2 separate regions of the Bos taurus genome follow, and region 1 is linked to region 2. The links are chromatin contacts, called in public Hi-C maps. All regions are on one chromosome and are shown on one strand. Each heading gives the region's core, a stretch centred on a gene start, on an enhancer-like site or on the middle of the called end of the contact. The rest is flanking DNA. Distances are from core to core; before and after follow the strand shown. Region 1 overlaps MAPKAPK2 (MAPK activated protein kinase 2). Region 2 has its middle 17 kb from the start of DYRK3.

The links. A called contact is a pair of places that touch in the nucleus more often than the background predicts.
Region 1: a Hi-C map of liver shows a contact between it and region 2, with 2.9 times the contacts expected there. The contact joins two enhancer-like sites. A contact is called at or near these places in 2 of 11 Hi-C or Micro-C datasets (liver and skeletal muscle).

What each region holds. Positions count from the first base shown.
Region 1 is chr16:4,487,969-4,494,160 of ARS-UCD2.0, forward strand. All of the region lies in intron 1 of MAPKAPK2 (MAPK activated protein kinase 2), which reads left to right. Among named protein-coding and RNA genes, the nearest start is that of MAPKAPK2, 22 kb to the left of the region's middle. Within about 2 kb of position 2,768, at least 40 of the 102 cell types and tissues checked have an H3K27ac peak or open chromatin away from gene starts, as enhancers often do. A contact at or near this core is called in liver, where this site is marked.
Region 2 is chr16:4,437,141-4,443,590 of ARS-UCD2.0, forward strand. No RefSeq gene overlaps it. Among named protein-coding and RNA genes, the nearest start is that of DYRK3, 17 kb to the left of the region's middle. Within about 2 kb of position 2,526, at least 25 of the 102 cell types and tissues checked have an H3K27ac peak or open chromatin away from gene starts, as enhancers often do. A contact at or near this core is called in liver, where this site is marked.

The sequences.
Region 1 (6,192 bases), core at 1,518-4,017, 51 kb after region 2:
GGACTTAGTAAAGTCTGTGGAATTTTAAAATTCAGGCTAGAGTTGTTTGCAGGCCATCGGTGACCGGAGGTGGATGTGAAGGTTGGTCCCCTTGACGGCGGCTCCTGAGGAAGGGTTTGGTGGCTCTGCTGGGCTCTTCACTCGCAGAAGAGCCTCACTTCACACCTGAGCCTGCTGCAGGCCTCGGTGCCCTCCCAGGGCAGCTTGCTAGGGGGTCATGGTTGTTTACAAGGAAGTCAGCAGCTGAGGGACAAAGGGAGTGTTGGTGGGAGTCGTTAACACTTCTGGAGATTGTGCACTGCCAATGTAGGTAGCTCTGTGTCATGGAGCCAGGCCCCGGACTTCCTCCCTGTGTGTGCGTGTATTTGTATTTTTATGTCTCCTCTTTTGACGTCCCCAGAAGGAAGGGATGTAGTGTGTCCTCAGGAACAAGGGTGCCTGTCCCTGTCTCCCTGGCATCTCCCTGCCTTTACACCGCAGGCAGCCTCGGGCATCGCTCGGGTGGGGAGGGGCAGCCCAGCCCCAGGCTGTGTGAGCCGAGGAGGGGAAGGGCAGCTACCCCACCAGCCCCAGGAAGCCGGGAGTATTAGCTCTGCCGCCAGCCATGGCTGTGCAGACTCCCAGGCTCCAGTGTCCCCAGAGGGACCAGTAACTCTGAGCCCCCAGGACTGGTGGCCCCCAGGGAGGGAACCCTTGCCAGAAAGCTCTGAGCTTACTCGAGATGGGCCTTGGTAACGGCAGCATGAGAGCTGGGCGGTGGGGAGAAGAAGGGGCGGCTCCTCCCTCCGCCCCTCTTCAGCTGGAATGCATCACCGCCACTGCTGGGAATGCTCTCAGGCCACTTGTAGGCAAATTGGTCATTATGGAAATTCTTTCTGACCCCAGGGTGGAGCTTTCCTTATTTAGAAGAACCTTCATCTGTGTTCTTTCCAGGTCTTGGCACTGAGGGACAGAGCTGTTGCCCTGCTGACCCCTCAAGGCTAGAAGGCAGGGCGGGGTCTGAGCCCCACTCTGTCGTCTCTCTCTCTGATTCCCCTTCCCCTCTCCCGCCGTCCCCTCCCCTGCTGTCCCCTGCCCCGCCGTCCTCTGCCCTGTCGTCCCTGCCCCGTCATCCCCTGTCTGGTCTTGCCCTGATTCTGGCCTGGTGAAGTAGGCAGGGGTTGGGGACGAGTGGCCTCGAGCCCCTGTGTCATCTTTCCCACAGGCCTTGTTGGGTCTGTGTCTCCTGCACGGCCCTCTTTGCAGCTGGGGTACATCTGGACCTCGACAGGGTGTCCTGTTGACCGGCCTGATGAGGATTCCAGATTTCCCCTAGGTACCGGCCAGTTATTCCAAGAGAGGAGTGGGATTTCCCCACCCGCAGGCACTCCACCTCCAGGAGAGTCTTGACCTCTAAGCCGCCTGCCCTCATGCCCTCCCCCAGGAGAATGGCAGGAAGGAAGTCCTGCCCAAAGTTGTTTTTTGGTTTGTGAAGTAACCTCGGTTTGAGAAGCATGGAACTTATACTCCTCCCCTTGAAGATCTGAGGCCAGAAGCTCTAGCTTCTCTGGTTTCCAGGGAAACCAGATGGATCAGGCAGGGAAAGAAGGGACTGGTTATGGGGACTGAAAGTCCTGAGAGGTTCCTGGGCTCTCCTGTACTTCTCTGGGAATGTGAGTGGTCTCCTCGGGGCCTTGGTCGTAGCCCTCACTTGGTCAGCAGCCGGCTGTGCTCAGCTCTCTGCACCCGAGTTGCCATGCATTTGAAATGAAGATCATGTGGGCTGTACATGGTTTATGACTTTATTTTATTTATTTATTTTTTGGTTTATGACTTTAAAGGGCTATGGAATATATAAAAATTAAACACGTTTTCGGGTTGTATTTCCTAACCCAGAAGAGAGAGTCATGTTAAAGGATTTAGCATCAGAAGAAACCTTGACCTCAGGTAGTCTAGGCTTATCCTAGAGAGGAGGAGGCTGAGCACAGGTGCCTTGAGTTCAGGTTCTTAGCAAGGGGACTGCAGAGCTGGGCCAAGGACCAGGCCACTGAGCTTCCCAGTCTCCTTTCTCTAGGCCAGCTCCAGGACGTGTGTCCTTGGGGTGGAGAGCCACAGTAGGTAAAACGTACCACAGAAAAAGGTTTACATGGTCTGTGCTATTGCAGGCAGGGCAGTAGGGATAGTCAAGTAGATAATTTTCAGATTATTGAAATTCGACTTCTCAAAGTATCAGTGATTTTTTTTTTTTTTTTTTTGCTCCAGCCAATCTATCTTCTTAATTCTCTTGAATTTCCATACTATTCTGTGTCCCAGAAACCTGCCGGGTGCTGTGGGGCAGGGTACAGTGGTTCCTGTATTGGTTCAGTGTTGGCTGTGGATAACTCACATGCAGACAGAGCTAGTTAGCTGCACCAGTCCCTCTTTTGCGGACATACTGATTTGATAGCCATCCCCTTGCTGGAGGAAACTGGCTGGAGCTCGCTGCAGCTGCATCTCTGCATTCCTCGGCTCCTGTCTGGAAACATGGTTGGCACAGATGTGGTGAATAGCTGACTGTCCAGGGGAAAGGACCACAGCCAGAGAGGGGCAGGGCTAGGGCCAGAGAGTGATGGAGCCGGTCCCTTGGGAACAAGAACTTACGCCAGCGGAGGTCTGAGCACGCTTACGTATGCTCCATCTTGGCCAAGATTTCCTGCCCCCAGGTTGGCTGGGCCTTTTGCAGTTCTGCCTTGAGAGGCCCCTGTGTTGACTGGAGCAGTCCCTGTCCTTCCCCTTGCTGCTGTCCTGCCATGACCTCCTGGCCACTCCTCTTTCCCCTGTGCCCCTTACTGGCTGTCACTCCTTCCCCCCTCAATCCATTAGGAAGCACTAACAGGCAGTGAACTTGAGAGAACTGTTCAGTGAACGCCCATGTACCCAATGACCTAGATTCTACCCTTAACATTTGACTCTACTTGCTTTCTCCTGTCTTTTCTTCATCTCTCTGTCTCTCTACTCATTTATCAGCCTGTCTTACTTTGAGAATGCATTTTATAGGAAGTGGCAGACATTAGTACCCTTTGCCCTTAAACATTTTAGCATGTATAAGCACTGGAGTTCAGTATTTGTTCGTGCATCTAATTAATTATTTTGTGGTAAAATTTATATAGCAGTGAAATGCTCAGGTTTTAAGTGTATCATTTGGTGACTTTCATCCATGCAATCCAAACCTCTGTCAAGATAGAGAACAAAAATTTTTATTACCCTGAAATTTCCCTCATGCTCCTTCCCAGGCCATCACAATTCTGGTGTGTTTTTTGCACTAGGGATTTGTTTTGCCTATTCCAGAATGTCATGTAAAAGGAAATTAATCATGATGACCTTTCTTATGTAAAGTTCATGCACCTGGTTACCTGTATTGGTAGCTCATTCCTTTTTATACGGTGCAGTTTTCCATTGTATGGATGTGATACAGTTTGCTTATCTCTTCTCCTTTAGCGCATTTCCAGGTTTTGGCTCTGATGGGTAAAGCTCCTATGAATATTCTTGCAGGAGTCTTTTCGTGGACACAGTGTTTCCATTTTTCTTAGGTCACTGCCTAGGAGTGGGGGTGCTGGGTCACAGGAGGCAGTTACTTCTCCTTCTCGAAATAACGCCGGTGTTCTGTTGTCAAGATTGTGAGTATTAGAAAACACCTTATTGCTCATCTAGATGATTCTTTCACTCGGTGTAGGATTCCCCCCGAGAGCCTCTGCCTGAGTGTTTCCAGGGGTAAGGAGGTTAGTACCTTCCAAGCCCCTACTGTTGGAGGACAGCTCCTTGTAATTTCTGCCATGGGAGTCACGTAGCCCTCTTCTCTGTGACAGCCCTACAGAATTTGGGGAGTGTTATCACATCCAGTCTCTCAACTGCTCAGAATAACGGTCCCAGTCCATCGATCCACTTGTCCTGTGACTTTCTTATCAGACCTTTTATGTCCTGGTCATTACTTTTTGGAAGTTTAATAGTTTCCTTTTGCGTAGACGTGACAGTGGATTCGTGTGATGTGAGAGGTGCCGAGTGTGACTGGGTCTGGACGCCTGTCTTGATCTAGGACCTTGATCTGCCAGGGAGCTGAAGGTGATGCTCACTTCTTGGCAGCTGCATCATGACCACATCATGGCAGTGGGTCAGGTATTTGTAAAACAAATACCACAAATCTAAGGTGATATTAAGGTACTCCTGCAGCTCGAGTCGTTTAGAACCTCTGATATTAACAGCATCTTGTGTACCTTCTGCTTGCCGTCTTCTCAGTTTATCTTTGCCACCACTGTATGAGAAAGGTGCTGTTAAAACAAACTTAATAAAAACTGTTTGGTTTAAAACAGCATTTGTCAGCTTGGGTACTATTGACTTTTTGGATCAGATAATCCTGTTGTGGAAATTGTCCAATGCTTCTTAGGAATTAGCATCCTGGTCCTCTACCTACCAGATCCCAGATGCAGCTATCTCTGTGCTGCTCCAAGTTGCAACAATGAGAAATGTCTCCAGACGTTTTCAAATGTCTCATGGGGAAAATCATGTCAGGCTGAGAACCATTCCCACAGTGTGGAACTTAGTAATTGAAAGCAATTTAAATAATGGAGCTCTTCCTGAAAGGTGACCACTGTCACTGTTCATGTGTATACTTCCCTCTGTGTTCATTCCTTGTGCCCGCAGTCCTTGCTTTTCACTGTTACAGTATACATGAATTTCATGGACTACAGCTTCGTTAAATAGCACCAGTCCCAAAACAGCATAGTTCCAGTTCGAGTTGTTATGACATGTGAACTGAGTAATTGTACAGAGTACAAACTTTGCAACTAGCTCTTCAGTTCACAGATCCCTGTGTACCTAACAGATGTGACCAGTGACAGGTTAGGCTCAGTGACCAGTCGCGGCCCTTCTTTGCGTCTGTTGGTGGAGGTCACTGCCTGTGTGTTGTTGAGCTCACACGGCAAGTGTGCGGCTGTTGTGTTGCTTCCTTGTCTCCTAGCAATAAACTCATGTGATGTTTTACAAAAATGGATAATCAAAAGAGGAAATTGCCCAACATTGATGACATTTCAGCAAAGAAATGAAAAATGGTAATGCTGAAAGTGAAATTCCATGACTGAGCATGAGTGGAATTACAGCTGACTGCAGAAATGTCGACATTGCCGCTGTTTGAGACTGCGAATGCGGCCAGAAGAATCAAGTGAAGGCAAATTCCCTGACCCAGCAGTTGTGACGCAGAGGACAAAGAAGTGCCAGAGGAAGTGACACTGGGAAAAAGTTTCACATGGAAGGGACTCGCGAAGGTGTTTTGCAACATTAAAAGCCCAAAGGATAAAAGGTTGGAAACTGATTCAGATTTACAAAGAGTGTGGCAACTTATAAAGGCGTGGAAAAGATGTTTGCTGTGTCTTGTGTGTTAAACCTTGAGAAGGCAAGCCCTGCCAGCCTGCTCTGCATGAGTTTTTACAAAGAAACAAAACACTCATTCTCAGTGTCTCTGTTTTTTAGTTACAGTGTGCTAAATCAATATTAGTTTTATACTAGTTTCTTACTTCTTTATTCATTTATAACTGACAGTAAAAGAGTTTTTAATGTTTTGATAAAAATTCCTAAAGGTCATGGAACAATCAGCTTTCCCCATTGATGATTAAGACTATTTTGTGTGGTCATTTGCATGGTTCCACGTTACTTCCCAGGTGGCCCTAGTGGTAAAGAATCCACCTGCCAGTTCAGGAGACACAAGAGATGCAGGTACAATCCCTGGGTCCCTAAGATCCCCTGGAGGAGGCCATGTCAACCCACTCCAGTATTCTTGCCTGGAAAATCCCGTAGACAGAGGAGCCTGGCAGGCTACAGTCCATGGGGTTGCAAAGAGTCGGACATGACTGAGTCCGACGAGCTCTTACTCATCGAGTTGTGTGGATCTGACTTCAGAAAGGTCTCTCTCATCACGTGCTATTATTTTAGTAGATGTTTTTTGAGCCCCAACATATGATATTTTTAGGGAGTTGCTTTGGCCTGTATTTTTACTTACTGTGATCTTTAAAAAAATCTGTTACCTACACACGCCCCCAATATGTGAGTCACCTGCAAGTTTGATACACACACACACACACACACACACACACACTCTACTAAGCAGAGCCTGTCTGGATTTACAAGAAAGTGGGTAAACACACACATACGTACACACATCTGCCTTTTCTTTTTCACAACATT
Region 2 (6,450 bases), core at 1,276-3,775:
CCACTGTGTACACGTACCACAGCTTCCTTATCCGTTCGTCTGCCTCTGGACATCTAGGTTGCTTCCATGTCCTGGCTATTGTAAACAGTGCTGCAGTGAACACTGGGGTGCACGTGTCTTTCAGTTATTCCTAGGTGTTTCAAGGGGAGGTGGGACAGACAGGTTAGCTAACTAATGTCATTATATTTTAGTTTTCATGACATTAAATTTGTTAAGAATGGGGTTTATTACATGATCAAAAAACTGAACAAAGGATTCAACAAAAATTTAACTGTGAAACTGAATCTATAGAAGCTGGTCATGTTGAAACTTTGTGTTTTAATTCCTGACTAGGTGTAAGTAAAGTTAAATGCTAAATTTTAGGTAGCAGGTGATACATGGTTCTAAGCTTTCCTGACTATCAAGACTACGCCTACTGCTTTAGTGAATCATGGAAAATTCTTTCTCATTTATTTTTAATGATTCCTCTTGCATCTGTTATTCAGCGTCACCAACACGGAAGTTGGCAGGGTGACAGTGATTGTTCCAGACTGCATCTGAATGCTTTTTTCTCCTTTGAGAATGAAGGATAAGTACTTATCCCAGAACACGTTTTCCTGCGTTTCTTCAGTCTCGCTGTAGAACTCTATAGCTTACTGTGCACAGAGCAATTGCAGTCCCCCACAACAGGAGCAACCTGGAGCCCTCCGGACACGGAGCGGCGAGGCCCGGGATTGGCGAGTCACGGACGCGCTGTCCCCTGCCAGGGGTCAGCCACTCGGTGTGCAACATTTCTAATCTCTTCAGTGTGCCCCACTTCATCTTCAGCCTATGCTTCCTGAAGCCCAAGATTTTAGAAGAATTTGCTTCCAAACCTGACCTTCAACCAGAATGTGATTAGGGGTAATCCTTTCAAGTGAGTCAAATTACGCCTACTATTTCAGTGAGATAAGTTTTTAAGCAAACCCATCCATGTAAGGACTAAAAGCTCTGGTTGCTGAGAGCCATTTTCCCTGAGATAAGCCAGAGCTACAAATATATCGTCTAGACTTTGAAAGAAAGGATATGATTCTTAATATAGCTCACCAACCACTAAGTCAAGCCCAGGCTCTCATAATTTTTTCTATAACAGGAGAAGTCTGCCTGCCTGTTGACTCAGAAGATTCTTACTTTTGCTACCACACAAATAAATTAAAAAGAAAGGGCTCCCCTAAATCAGGCTAGATGGTGACCTGTGGCTATTTCAGCTCAGGATGTCAGTGTCTAACATCTAACATTCAGGTTTGAATCATTTGGTATCATGGGATTTGATCACTGTTCGCTTGAAACTGCTGACTCGCTTCCTCTGGAAAGAGTAGTTTGGCATGGATGAGTCAGTGTTTTTTTTGTTTTTTCCTTAGGGTGTTTGTTTTTTAAAAAAAAAAAAATTGCTTTGAGAATTTTTCAGCATCTAATGATGGTTTCAAAACTAAGGCTGTCAACTTTCCCAGGAGGCCATGAATGCTATACTCTGAAGTGTTCCCAGTATAATGCGTAAGTATCAGTCACTGAATTCTTAGGGCTGCAGGTACAGCCTCTCTTAACTTGGTGATAATGATGGAGAAAGAAAATGCTCGAAAAAGAAAACACTGAGATGAGAAAAGCAGTGGAGTAGAGAGGCAGCCTGTGCCATCCTTTGAGTTCTCCAGAGCGCCCTCCAGGAACTCTGGCACTGTTGTAGAGAGGGAGCTGGGGAAGCTGGTGTGGGCTTGGGGATGCCCGTCTTCAGGGAGCCCTAACTAGCAGCTCTCTTGTCAGGAGTTACCACATGTACCTTCCTGGGGCCCACGCTCAGCCTAAGGGTGAAGTCTGGCAAGCAGCTTAAGGAATGCAGCTTATTTGGGAAGTTTTGGTGTTTTTGTCTACAGGTAATGTAGCACTCCTGGAAACAGAGCAAATGGAAAAGGAAAGAATGTTCTTAGGGGCCCTCAGGCACCTTAGCTGCCACCTGCTTCTGGCTGGCCCTGGGCCCCTACTGCCTCAGCAACAGGAGCTAAGCAGACGCGGAAGAACTGCCTCCGGTCACTCTTGAATTTTCCCCGAGTTCTTGAGTTCCCCCTTCTTGCCCTGGCCTGCAGCTAGAAAAGGACCTTCCCATACTCACTTGAAGCAGCTGCATGTTAGAAAAACTAACTTCATCTGGAGAAACTGCAGGCCAGCGGGGAGTTAAAAGGATACCAGCCTTCACCATAGCGGTTTGACTTTGACACAGTGTACCCCAAGCCAGGACATGCCCATGGTTTTTTGGTTCCATTTAAGGCAAAAGCTATCTGAACTTGGAAAAGGCAGTGAAGTGACTATAAGAGCTCAAGGTGTACGGCCTGTTGCCTCAACATCCAGGAAGGTGTTCCAGTCTGGAGGCAGAAACGGGAAGTGACTGCAGTGCCAAGGGCCGATCCTGCCCTTCCTGGAGCGTGCCCGGGCCCAGCACACCCACAGTTTAAGAGGCTGCCCAGCCCCGCCTCACTCCTGACGGCACCCAGTGGGAACCAGTGGAGAGAATTCTTCATCCTGCCCTGGGTGGAGCCCTGGCCTGAACCAAATTCACCTCTGCCCTCCTGGAGCCCTCTGTACAGGCCTTGTTTGGTGCATTTGTTCTTTTGACAGTGACTTCTTGAGCAACTGCTATGTGTGGACAAAAAAGAAAAACACTCCAGTGGCATTTGTCAGGAATGAAACGCACTGGCAGGACCACAGACCATTTGTTCAGAATTTTAGAAAGCCAGACAGTGGGGTTAGAGGGAACGTCAAGTTATCTACACTCCGTTCTGGTTTCAAATCTTCAAGTGAATGGGCCGGGAAGGGGAGAGAGTTTCAGAAGAGAATGCTCTGAGTCTGTGGGGTGTTGGAGCCTTTTCTGAGCTGAAAGCAGAGCAGAAAATACGGTAGAGATGAAAGGTGTAGCGACAAGCTATCCAGTTGCCACGTGGCTCTCACTTCCCTCCGTTTCTGACTTGAGATGGGGTCGCCCTTGGGGATTCTCCAGCATGATTTCAGGTGGGGGTGTGACTCTTGCCATCCCCTCCTCAACCATCTGAAGCTACCCCACAGAAGAAGGAAACGGCAGGCTCATCTCTTCCCTCTCTCGCCTTGATTTCCCTCGACAACAAACTGGCTTGTGAGCCAGCTTGCACTGCCGTTTTCTCCGGTTGCTAAATCAACATTGTTTATTCCTGTCCCATCATCAAACCCTGTCTGAGCCTAAGACCGAAGTGAATGGTGGGATGGAGTCAGGGACTTCAACCCTGAGATCCTTTCCTGCAGTTTCCGATCGGCGGTCCCACATGGTCCCCGTGCCCCTTAGCAAACCCTCTTCACCCAGGAGTCCCTTTTCTCTCCTTGGAACCCAGAGTCACTCTCTGCTTTAAAACCTCAGGCAGATTTCCAGGCAGAGTGGCTCCAGACCTCTCTGGGAGACCGCAGATGCTTCCCCTCGACCTTGCTAAAATAAGGCACCAGGGCTTCCGCGGTGCGTCTTCCTGCAGGGACAGCTGTTTCCCAGCTGCTGTGTCAACCCTGCCGCCCCTGTTACCTTAACCCAGCAGCTGCCTTTCAGAAAGAGAGTGATCCCTCTGCCCTTGATGGATTCCCAGTCTTAAGTTCTACTGTATCCAGAGGAGGGAGGTGCAACTTTAGCCGGGGAAAGCGTGGGTGGGGCTGAGAGCTCCTGACCACAGAGCTGCAGTCTGTAAAGTCAAAAGCCGGGCTGGACACCAGGGCCCCTGGAGCCCCGAGGCTCCTGGGGTGCCCTCTTTTGCTCCCAGGGGCTCCCCCAGCGGGCACCAGGCCCGACCTCCCACTTTCTCTGCCTGCCTCCCTTCTTTCAGTAAAGGAATGTGCCAGGCACTGCGCTGGGCGGCTCACACAGAAATGAGCCTTTATCCTCGCTCTCAAATTCTCTGGAAAGTTAAACTGGGGTGAAGAACTGGCATACAGAGGGATGCATGGGACAGCAGACACACTAAGTGCCTAGGAGTCCCTCCCAGCACCTGCTCGCAGGACGAAAGGTGAGGGGGAGAAGTCCGCGGAGGATTTTTGTGGTGACTCCGCGTCCATCACCAGCTCTGACCATTCTGCCCTTGACCGCCCCTTGTCTATAGTGCCTCCTGCCTCAGCGAGGCTCTTCCCACCTGAAAATGGGGGAGACTGAGCCCCAGACTGGAGAGAGCAAATCCATACCCTGTCCCTTCGGTTAGTAGCAGAGCCAGGGTTTGGAGCCAGACTCTGCACGGCTACTAGCAAACAACCGTGTCCATTCAACACCCACCTCCAGGCAGTGTTTACACTGCGCTCCCAGCAACCCTCCTTCCCCTGGCCCCCATCCAGCTCCCCAAAGGTGCCAAAGTTGGGGGGGCGGTATTTTTATCAGCAGGGTTGGGAAAGGGGCAAAGGCTGAGGCCGGGCAATTCAGTGGCACCAGCTGAGGCTTAAATACGATGACAAAGCCCCACCCTGCCAACTCTGCCTGAGGACAACCCAGCAGGAAATCAGCAGACTGTGGGCCCGGCCTGAGGGCTGGCCTGCGTCTGTCTGCCTGGAGGAAAGCCAGTCACATGAGCCGAGGCTGGTTAAAAAGAGCTCGGTCATCTGCCCGCTCCAGTGTCTCCGCTGGTGTGGGGAGCTGTGTGGGGGCAAGGGTGCCAGCTCCTCTTCGTGGGTCCTGGAGGCCAGGGAGGGGAAGGAGGATGGGGCAACTCAGGCCACAGACAGAGCCAGCCGGTGGGACCCGACCCCAGGCAAATCCATCAGTCCTGCGTCCTGGCACCGAGTCGGGGTGATAGGTCTGGTGAGGACTGAAGGGGGAAGAGCTTGACCCCAGATCCCTGATGAAGCCAAGGGCCAGACCGTTGTTTGCCCCTCCCGCAGCGTGTGTGCACCCCTGCACCCACCCACCACCCACCGTGTATCTTTTCCTTGTGGCCTTGGCCCTGTGCGTGCGTTCCTCCCCCACCTCCACCCTCCCAGCTCAGCAGCTCAGTCTCAGCATCTTCTCCCGCCCTCCCAGACCCACGGCTGCATCTCCCCAGGCCTCAGTTTCCCCCCAGGCTGCATGTTTCAGATGCAGCTCTCAGGGCCTTCCAGGCAAACTAGGGCAGCACACAAGGCTCCCAGGAGAAGAGGGTAACTCTGGAACCGATCTTTTCACTGAACTAGGTGAGATGATTCTGCAAGCTCAGGACCTCTTTGTTCGGATCTGAGCTCCCTGAGACATTGGGGGAACCTTGAGCCAAGAGACTCCTTTGCTCAGATCCTACTGGGGAGACAAAACACCTTGGGTGGCATGGCTGGAAGCGTGCAGCCTCACTGCAGTGGGGGCTGGATAGCAGCCTGGGGGTCACGAGGAGACAGAACTTGCTCTCTGCAGGGTGGGGAGGCCAAGGAAACAGCCTGAGCAGGCTGATGGATGGCTCCGGGTGGGAACACTCAACAACTCTGGAGGTTATTCCCAACTAGATGGTTGATTGTTCACCAGGGAGATTGGAACCCCTGAACTCCACCCCAAAATACTCCAAGTTAATGAATCTCACTGGTCCAGAAAAACACTGGGCCAACTGCAGGCACCGATGAAGAGTGGGCATCTAAAGAACACTGACAGGTACCCAGCTAGACATGAGGGTGATAAAGGTTCCCAGGGATGCTGGGTTCAATCCCCACTCAAAACAGAGGAGCTGGGGAGAGTCTGAGGAAGAGGCCACTTGCAAAATGTGGACATGTTTATATAAAACTATTGAGGGACAGCGAAGCACACACGCCATAGCCTCACAGCTAGGAGAACCACGGAGACCAGGAAGGAGCTGCAGGAGACGCCCCACCGGAGGAGGCCCTCAGTGGAGCAAGATGGCCTGCTGACCTCTGAGCAACCAAGAGGACGGACATGCTGCCCTCTCAACTCACTCCGGTGCGTCCACTGACCGAACCTCCCTGAAAGTCAGAGGTACAGAGCACAGCGGAGAAGGCCGAGGGGGGATCCAGCGGGAGGTTAGGAACGACAGCCTCCATGATGCTAAGCAGGCAACTTCATCAGCGTTAATCAACAGTTTTGGAGCATAAAACACACCAGCACTGTGCCAGCCACCGAGGGGGAAACTGCGAGAACCTGGACACCTGGGGAGGCCAGAGCAGAAATGTTCAGAGAAGCCTTCCTGGAGGAGGTGGGAACGTGAGAAGGGGCTCAGGGGACACGTAAGGCAAGGCTGGGGGAGCTTTCATTCCCGTAGCAGAATGCCACTTTGCAATTGGATCTGCCCCAAGGTCAATTTTCAGACCTTCCCTCCCTGAGATTTTATGTCCTAGCCAGGGCCAAAGACACCCATCTGGCTAGGCTGAGTCCACATATTACTCCCCTGGGAAGGATCAATTTTCCAAACTGCCTATTTTCTCTCTGGGGTCTCTGGTTTCTCCACCTCCAAGAGTGATGTCCTAATTCATCAA